Regions from separate parts of the Mus musculus genome. Here all the other regions are linked to region 3. Evidence: chromatin contacts called from public HiChIP or PLAC-seq data. All regions are on one chromosome and are shown on one strand. The core of a region is the stretch at or near the end of the contact, and the rest is flanking DNA. Distances in the headings are between cores, read along the strand shown. Region 1 overlaps Atxn1 (ataxin 1). Region 2 overlaps Atxn1 (ataxin 1). Region 3 overlaps Atxn1 (ataxin 1).

What was found. HiChIP or PLAC-seq counts read pairs in DNA pulled down with a chosen protein or histone mark.
Region 1: a contact with region 3 is called in a FOXA1 HiChIP or PLAC-seq map of pancreatic cancer cells. The contact joins two enhancer-like sites. A contact is called at or near these places in 1 of 15 datasets of contacts at CTCF or cohesin (the NIH/3T3 cell line), 3 of 484 Hi-C or Micro-C datasets (the G1E-ER4 cell line, embryonic fibroblasts and nephron progenitors) and 2 of 115 datasets of contacts at active chromatin or transcription factors (cardiomyocytes and pancreatic cancer cells).
Region 2: an HNF4G HiChIP or PLAC-seq map of pancreatic cancer cells shows a contact between it and region 3. The contact joins two enhancer-like sites. A contact is called at or near these places in 1 of 484 Hi-C or Micro-C datasets (nephron progenitors) and 1 of 115 datasets of contacts at active chromatin or transcription factors (pancreatic cancer cells).

The regions. Positions count from the first base shown.
Region 1 is chr13:45,819,393-45,822,418 of GRCm38.p6, forward strand. The region is part of intron 3 of Atxn1 (ataxin 1); the gene reads right to left. Among named protein-coding and RNA genes, the nearest start is that of Atxn1, 140 kb to the right of the region's middle. Within about 2 kb of position 1,304, at least 78 of the 459 cell types and tissues checked have an H3K27ac peak or open chromatin away from gene starts, as enhancers often do. A contact at or near this core is called in embryonic fibroblasts and pancreatic cancer cells, where this site is marked.
Region 2 is chr13:45,717,634-45,720,637 of GRCm38.p6, forward strand. All of the region lies in intron 5 of Atxn1 (ataxin 1), which reads right to left. Among named protein-coding and RNA genes, the nearest start is that of Gm34582, 190 kb to the left of the region's middle. Within about 2 kb of position 1,313, at least 56 of the 459 cell types and tissues checked have an H3K27ac peak or open chromatin away from gene starts, as enhancers often do. A contact at or near this core is called in pancreatic cancer cells, where this site is marked.
Region 3 is chr13:45,568,630-45,571,422 of GRCm38.p6, forward strand. All of the region lies in intron 6 of Atxn1 (ataxin 1), which reads right to left. Among named protein-coding and RNA genes, the nearest start is that of Gm34582, 45 kb to the left of the region's middle. Within about 2 kb of position 1,437, at least 38 of the 459 cell types and tissues checked have an H3K27ac peak or open chromatin away from gene starts, as enhancers often do. A contact at or near this core is called in embryonic fibroblasts and pancreatic cancer cells, where this site is marked.

The DNA.
Region 1 (3,026 bases), core at 54-2,553, 250 kb after region 3:
ACGTGTAATAGAAACCTGGAATATGTAGTGAGTTCAAGGGCAGCCTGGGATACAGAGTGAAGAAATGCTTAGTGAAAAAAAAAAAAAAAAAAAAAAGGACTAGACAGGTGGCTCAGCAGCTAAGAACACTTGCTGTTCTCCCAAAGGACCCAACTTTGATTCACAGCACCCACATGGTACCCTAATCTGTAATTCTGGTTTTAAGGGTTCTGAAACCCTCTTCTGGATCCCATTGGCACTGCATATAGGTGATACCCAGTCATGCAGGCAAAACACACACAGTCACATACACATATACACATATATACACACATTATATATACATACACATGACATACATATGTACACATACATATACATACATACACACACACATATATATATATATGCACATATATCCATATCCATATACACACATTATATAGGCATACATATACACTATGTATATATACATATATACATATGTATATATATATATATATATATACACATACACAATCCTAAACAGAACATGATTCTTTGCTATAAAGGTGAATTCAAGGAATTAAACAAATGATGATTTGATTGTATGAAAAGAAGATCCTCTACGCAGCAGCAAATGAATATATATATATATATATATATATATATATAGAGAGAGAGAGAGAGAGAGAGAGAGAGAGAAAGAGAGAGAGAGAGAAGAGGGAGGAGGCGAAAAAGCAACAGATAACATGAAGCCTTTAACAGAGCCATTCTGAATAGTGTTAAGTCAAACCAGGTCCAAAGATGTGACTGGCAGAGAAACCAGGTAACTCAAGGAGCATGGGCTGCTGATAACCAATTGGCTAACACAAGACCTAAGAATGAGTTTCAGCATACAGGGAACAGATGGCTCTACAGCTAGGTAAACAAGTTCTTAACCTGTGTGTCTCTGCCACTTAGGCGTTTTTGTTTTTTTTAATCAGATATCCTGCATATAAGATATATACATTACAATATCAAAATCACAGGCATGAGATAGCAACATGACAGTATTATGTCTGGGGGTCACCACAACATGAGGAACTATATTAAAGGGTCACAGCATTAGGAAGGCTTTGAACCACTAGTATAGAGGGAGATTAGCTAGGCAAAAAGAATGGGCTCTATCAAGGGTACTGGGGCTTGGTCTGGGTCTGTCTGGGGCTAAGTGATTGTGGAATTTGCCTGGCTCCTGTGAGCCCCTGGGCCTCCCCCTCTGCACCAAATCAAAAGGAGCCAGGAAGGGATTTGGTACAGCCCAGTTAAGGACGCCAGCATTTATCCAGCCCACTGGCCAGCCCTGCAAACATTCCAGGAGGAGTCTTTGCAGTGACTCATCCGGACCTGAGGCTCCACTATAAAGGGTGACCACCTCAGCTTCTAACAATAGTTGTTTTATTTTTAACTTCAAAGCTGGCCCTTGTAACCCAGAACAAACAAAAGAGAATTACAAGAGTAAATGCTGCATGCATTGCTAACCGTTTCCAGACATCCAGGAGAGGCCCTCGTCTGCTTTTTCCTCTTCCCTGTTATTTCAGTACATCTCACAATGTAGAAAGTGACAAATGAGCGCGGGTCACATGTCAGCACCGGCTCAGACCCAAGGTCATTAGACGCCATTCGACGAGGCATGATGCGACATACATTGCAGAGATAATGCTACCCCGTGGATCACCTGGGAACGCTTCCTCCTTGAAACAGGTCTGCAGCTTTTGCATACCAACAGAGCTTTAGAGCCTAGACAATGCCAGGAGCTAGCCTCCAGTGAGCTACAGAGGGCTGGCAGCAACCCAGGCTAAAATGGGGGCGAGCAGCGGGGAGACCTTTGAACATGCAAATAGAAATGATCCTAAACAGAACATGATTCTATGCTATAAAGGTGAATTCAAGGAATTAAACAAATGATGATTTGATTGCATGAAAAGAAGATCCTCTATGCAGCAGCAAATGATGGATAGCAAAATGGAGCTGTCGGGCAAATGGCCCTGATGACAGACACAATGACTTTGAATTATAGTCCCCATTACTCACAAGCTGAGCAAATATGGTCAAGTTATTTACACACCGAGCCTCTGTTGTTTGACTCTGCAGAACGTAACTAGTATTAGCACAGAATTACTGGGCCAATTGAATGGCACATACACTCGGTATATAATTATTGTGCCTCCAGACACATGAAGTCTAGATCCAAACTCTGGAGATACAGGTTTGGAAGAAATAGGTACTGCTTTGCTTACATAGACTGTTAAGCTTCTCTCGAATAAATGGAGATGACCGAGTATCTGTCCATGCAGCAGTGAGAAACTCAGCCAGTTGAAGGGATACCATGACCAATGCAAGTCTTTTAAAGGACAACATTTAATTGGGGCTGGCTTACAGGTTCAGAGGTTCAGCCTGTTATCATCAAGGCGGGAGCATGGCAGCATCCAGGCAGGCATGGTGCAGGAGGAGCTGAGAGTTCTACATCTTCTTCATCTGAAGGCAGCTAGTGGGAGACTGTCTACCAGGCAGCTAGGACTAGGGTACTAAAGCCCCACTCCCACAGTGACACTCCTACTCCAACAAGGCCACACCTCCTAAGAGTGCCACTCCCTGGCCCAAGCATATACAAACCATCACAGGGTGTAATACTGGAACTTGGCAGAGGGTGTTATGTTAGAGTAAGACAAAGATCCTGTGGCAGGATCATGCATCTATCAAGTGGGATATTTATAAAGACATTATCTCAGAACCTAGAAAAGCATGTGCTTTGGGTTATGTCCTGATGATGCTGATGTTAGTGATGCTGACTGAGGGGATGCTGATGGTAATAATGCTGATGTTGATAATGGAACTGATGATGATAATGATGTTGATGGTGATAGTAGTACTGATGGTGGTGCTGGTAAGGACAGTGGTGATGGTGGTGATGTGTTGATGGACTCATCACAGCCCAACCGGCAAATCACAGAGCTAGAAGAGGCGTGGACCACGTTAGCTGAAGCGGTGAGTGACATGATCAGTGCCGAGCCCATAAAGCACTGATT
Region 2 (3,004 bases), core at 63-2,562, 150 kb after region 3:
TCCAAAGGATGCTGATTTAAATTCAGCCTGTTTTTCTAGGCAGTAATTCTCGTTCATGTGGCTTTCGCCCAAACTAACCTCAATGGATAAAATGTTCATCTTACAAGCAAAAAGACCTGAGTTCAATTCCCAGAACTTACATAATTTAAGCCAGATGTAGCAGCACATGATTTGAATACCTCTGCTAGGGAGGCAGAAACAAGGTGGATGGACCCTCCAGGGCTCATTGGTCAGCCAGCCTAGTCTACTTGGAAAGCTCTAGGCAATGAGAGAGACTGTCAGAAAAACAAGGTGGATGGCTCCTGAAAAATGATAGCCAAGGTTTAATTTTGGCCTCCATAATTATTTATATGCATTAACAAACAAACAAACAGATGAATAAAAGTAGTCAACTAGAAGATGTATGTAGATAAGAAGAAGACACAAAAAGGTATTTTCAGCCAACCTTCAGGATATCTATGAATATACAAACATGCATGCACATGGACACATCCACACCAAACTTACTATCTTAAGTGTTTCTCACTCCTTTACATTTTCATGTATGGGTGCATGTATGTGCAGATGTGTGCACCCACCTTAGCTTTCAAGGCAGGGCTCACTGGGACCTGGGTTTGCTGTTCTGGCTATGCCTGTTAGCCCAACTCTGCCTCCCTGGCACTGAGATTACACGTGGATGCCACTCTGCCTGGCTTTTTGTGTGGGTGCTGGGGGTCAAACTCAGGTCCTCCTGCTTGTGTGACGAGAACTGTATGGACTGAGCCATCTCCCCAGCTTCGGTGCCACCATCTTGAGTGTGCAGCTCAGTGGCCCTCAGTGGATTCACAGTATTGTATACAACCATTATTATTAATCCAGAACTCTCCATTTGGCAAAGCTCCAATTCTTGAACATACATACATCTAAACAGCTGGTCAGAGAGAGGGGTGTCCAGACTGTTTCCCTCCTGTTCCCACCTGGTGTGTATATTGTGTCCTTCACCCCTTTTTTGGACATGCTTTATTGAGAAATGGGGTACCTTTGGTGGAAATGAGGGTCGGTGAAGCTTGCCTACTTGCTTAGCAGTGTGCCTCCAGTTTGGGTTACTCAGAGTGAGTTTTCTGTGTTACTTTCCTAAAGCCCGCACTGATTCCTGGTCCTGTGGATCCCCAGAAGTCAGCCTTGACCCCTGGGATTTCCTGGGCTTTCCCAGAAAGCATTGCTTTTTAAACAGCAAAACCTGTGTGAAATAGCAGGACTGGAATGCATGTGTTTCCTCCCAAACAAACAAACCATTCCCTCCTGGAGTGAGATGCGGAAGCTCACAAGGACTTGGGGAAACTTAGAAGTCTCCTCTGAGGAGTCAGATGACAGTCAGTCATTGTGAATGGGAGGAGACTCCTTGCTGAAGCTGTTTGTGAATCACGTGGGGGAATGAAGTGATGTCATCCTGAGGAGGAGTCATTACCTATGCTGGGATGGGCAGGAGCCACTCCTGTCCTGTGAGCAACCCCAGTGGGCTTGCTGCTCCAACAAGCTAGACTCAGGTGGAAGTGTATCTTTGGTCTGCTCACCAACGCCCCATCTAGCATGGTTAGGTGCACATTCACTTGTTCATATTTCCCCAGGAAAAGGCACATGCTACAGCTCTTATGCTACACATATAGCTTGTGTATGAGGCCACATGATTTGCTCATTTTAGCACTGTGGAAACTATGATTCATTTTATATACAGCACATATATAAAAGAGCAGTAATACCCCACCCCCATGGTAGAAAACTTATCATTAAATGCTTAGTGTATCTTATCAAAATTGGTAGCCCTAGAAACCAAGAAAGCTTGCATACAGTACTTAAGTTTGCTCATGATGTTTGAGTCTTTAATCTTACATGTAGATAAACATAAAACAAAGAAGGCAAAGGAAGTGGAAAGGCCCATAAACTGTTCTGGAGAAAGGAAAGGCCCAGGTAGAAGGAAGCAGATAACCTGGACACCAGATCTGGATGTAATAGAAACTGTTCCCCCCACATATCTCCATTACCCTTATCCATGTTCAAAATTACGTAGTGGTGAAAAGCAAACCAGGCTATTCATGACACCCTCTCTGGACCAACACGAACTGCTCTGATTCTGAAGCTCAAGAGACCTCAAAGACAAGAGTTGATGAAGAGTCTATTTGGGGAGTGGCTGGCTGCATCCTATAGACCAGGAGAGCCTACTTCCTCCTGTGCCCAATGGTCCTGCTTCAAGTTCTGCAACGTAAGTTCTGCTTCTATTTTCCAAATGAAATAATCATGTCCTATTTCTTTTTTTTTTTTTTAGAATTAATTTTTTTATTAGGTATTTTCCTCATTTACATTACCAATGCTATCCAAAAAGTCCCCAATATACTCCCCACTCCTCTACCCATCCACTCCCACTTTCTGGCCCTGGCGTTCCCCTGTACTGGGGCATATAAAGTTTGCAAGTCCAATGGGCCTCTCTTTCCAGTGATGGCCGACTAGGCCATCTTTTGATATCATGTCCAATTTCGTACCAGCATGTGACACCCTCTAGAAGCCTAGACCACCGAAAGGGGGGCCAAATTTAGTCAGACTTCATTGAAAGTTTTGGTGCTGAGGTTGTAGTTCAGTCGGTAGAATGTTTGCCTAGCATGCATCCTGATTTGATCTCCATCACTGTGTACCAGAATAACAACAACAACCGCCGCTGCCACCACCACCACCACAACACACAGGTACATACACATATACACACACAGCAAAGAAGGGATGGTGGCTTATGATTGTACTCCCAAGACTTGGAGGTAAAGGCAAGATGGTCAGAAATTCAAGATCCTTCTCTGTTACAGAGGGGACTCAAATCTAGCCTGGGCTACATGAGACCGCATCTCAAATAATGTAGACAAGTAAATAAATCTAAATAAACTTGTGCCCTTTGGCTGCTCACACACAGCATAGAATCACGTAAGCCCTTGCCGGTAACAAACACTGTGTCTGTAGCCCAAGGACAAATCTGAACTGG
Region 3 (2,793 bases), core at 187-2,686:
GAAAGGAAAGAGAGAAGACAGGGGGGAAAAAATCAAAACGTCAGCTCTAGGGAGAGAAACCCCACCAAGCCAAACCAACCAATCAACCCACCAACCACCAAAAACACTATTACCAACAAGACTAAGAGGAGAGGGACCCTCTCAGTTGGAATTCCAAAAGCAGATTATGGCCTAAGTGTTAAAATAGATAAAATGTTACCTGGTCTAAAGAGCCAGTAATAGTGACTAAGTTTCTTAAACATTTGCTTACTTATGATTTATTTATTTGCGCAGGTGCTTGTGAGAGTTTATGCACACCACCTATGTGCCAGTGCCTACAGAGACCACAAGAGGGCATTGGGTCTCCTGACACTGGAGTTATTGGCAGCTGTGAATCACAGTGTGAGTGCTAGGACCGGAACTTAGATCCTCTAGAAGAGCAGTAAGCGGCTGTCTTGACCACCGGCCACGTCTCCTGCACAGATGCACTTTCTTAACAAAATAGAGCAGGCAACTGAGCAACTCAAACATTTCTCTGCCTCTTCTCTCTCCTCTACCCCTTTCTTCTCTTCCTGGAGGGTGGATGGTCACTTTTTTTTTTTTTTTTTTTTAACAGCATCTCTTGTTGCTCAGGCTGGCCTCAAATTGGCCATGCAATGAAGGCTGGCTTGAATTCATGATCCTCCTGCATCAGCCTCCCAAAAGTTAGGATCACAGCCCCCCCCCCCAATTTTTTGGTAGATGATGCATTTCTGTAAATTGTTTACACAGAAAGGTTGGTACCATTCCCCGTCATTTGAGTAAGTTTATCTCAGTCCAATAAGATCCCAATTGTTTTGTGAAGGAGCAAGTTTTGAATAGAGATGCCCAGTGAGTCTTTGGGCAGCTTTGATGCCAGACCCAAACTCACTTGGCTTCAGGGCTACACTCAATCTACAGCAGTGTCCCCTATTCTAACAGTGCCTCCCACAATACACCCATGTACCCCAACTCAGCAGCAGTATCCCAAAATAATTCTTCTCACTATAAGTCTCAAGGGAATTTCATGTACAGTCACTTATAAGGAAACAGTAAGACGACTTTGAGATAGTTACAAAAACTATTCTAGTTTTTTTTTTATTAAACCAAACATAATATGTAAGATAAACCCTGTTATAGTGGCTCATGTAATTCCAGCACTTTGAAAACTGGGGCAGGAAAATGACCACAACTTTAGGCTTCCTTGTGCTACAGTATAAAATGCGGTCTCATAAAAATGCTGCATAAATAAGTACATGAATATGAAAGTAAAGTTGAACCTAGGCTTTGAAAGTTTCCTTAATAAAAGTTAGGCACGTGCTTCACCCACGTGCCTTCTCTTCCAAGTTTGTCTCTGAATATTTTCTCTCCACATCTCCTCCTCTTCTCCCCAGCAGGGACCTGCTCACTATGAGCAGGGGATGAAATATTTGCCAGACAAATTGCAGCCACGTGTCCAAACCTAGCGATGCCAGGAACTCTTACGGGAACAATCCCTGCCTCCATCTCAGAGAGACACTGAATTCTGAGTCACCACCCTTGTGTGAGCAATGTCTACCTGGCACAGGGTAGACTGCCAAGAAGACCAGTGTGAAGCACGGTAGCAGCAGGAGATAGGAGCACTGCCCACACGGTGAAGCTGCAGAGGGAAACAACATCAAAGGCTCTGATCTGGGGAGCTGCTTTTCTGGGGTTGGAACTTGAATGAATACATTTCCTCCTCAGATTGTTTTTCCTATGATCTGACTTTAGAACAGACCCTCAAACTGGGTGTGGTCACGAGTGTCTGTAATCTCAGCCCATGGGAGGCTGAGGCAGGAAAGTTGAGACTTTGTAGACCAGCTGCTTGGGCTACAAAGAAAGACCCTGTCTAAAGGGGCAGAAAAAGTAAGCAAGCAAACAGGCAAACAAACAAAGAAACACACAAACAAACAAAAAAAAAACAAATCAAAATGAAAACTCTAAGCCCTTACCAAGCAGAACCAAACGCATACTGTAAGCTCCCAGTCTTTAACAATTCAAGCAATGTCCATGTAGAACCAACAGCAAGATCCACAGTGCAGCATAATCCTGTGCTCAGCTCCTCATCCCTGTATCACACAACTCCAAATGGCTCTCATCCAGTTTAGTGTGTGTGTGTGTGTGTGTGTGTGTGTGTGTGTGCGACTAGCATGTCACAGTGTGCATGCAGATGTCGAAGGACAACTTTAGGGGTTGGTTCTCACCTTGCACCTAACTTGAGATGGGGGCAGAGGGTGACTCATCACTATTTTGTAAACCAGGCCAGCTGGCCTGCAGGCTTCTATAGGTTTTGGAGGTACAGACTCACGCCCTCACGATTGTGTGATAAGTAGTTTACTCTTCAGACCCCACTTTCCACTTCCCACCTGGGGCAAGGTGAGGATGGTTTAATCCCTCTCATTTGTTTTGTTTCAACATCACCAGAACAAAGCGACAAATGCCCCAAGAAGCTGCCCCCCCCCTCCTGAGTTTGAACAGGCAGATAGAACCTAAGAATGCAAATGTGTATAGGATAGTGGAGGTTTTTGGACACTCAAGTGTCTGAACATGAGAGTTATGTCAATAAGAAAAGCCCTCTCCCCCCAATACTGACAGGGCAGCCAGTAAACACGGGAAACAGAAGTCAAAAGACGTAAGTTATTCATACTGACAAAATTAAAAATAGCATGTACCTGAAGATGTAGAAAAACTGAAAGTGGGTAAGGAATTATGTTGTAAGTAACTTTATTCGGTAGGAATCTCTCCTATTAGGAGGACGAAGCATCATCGATACCC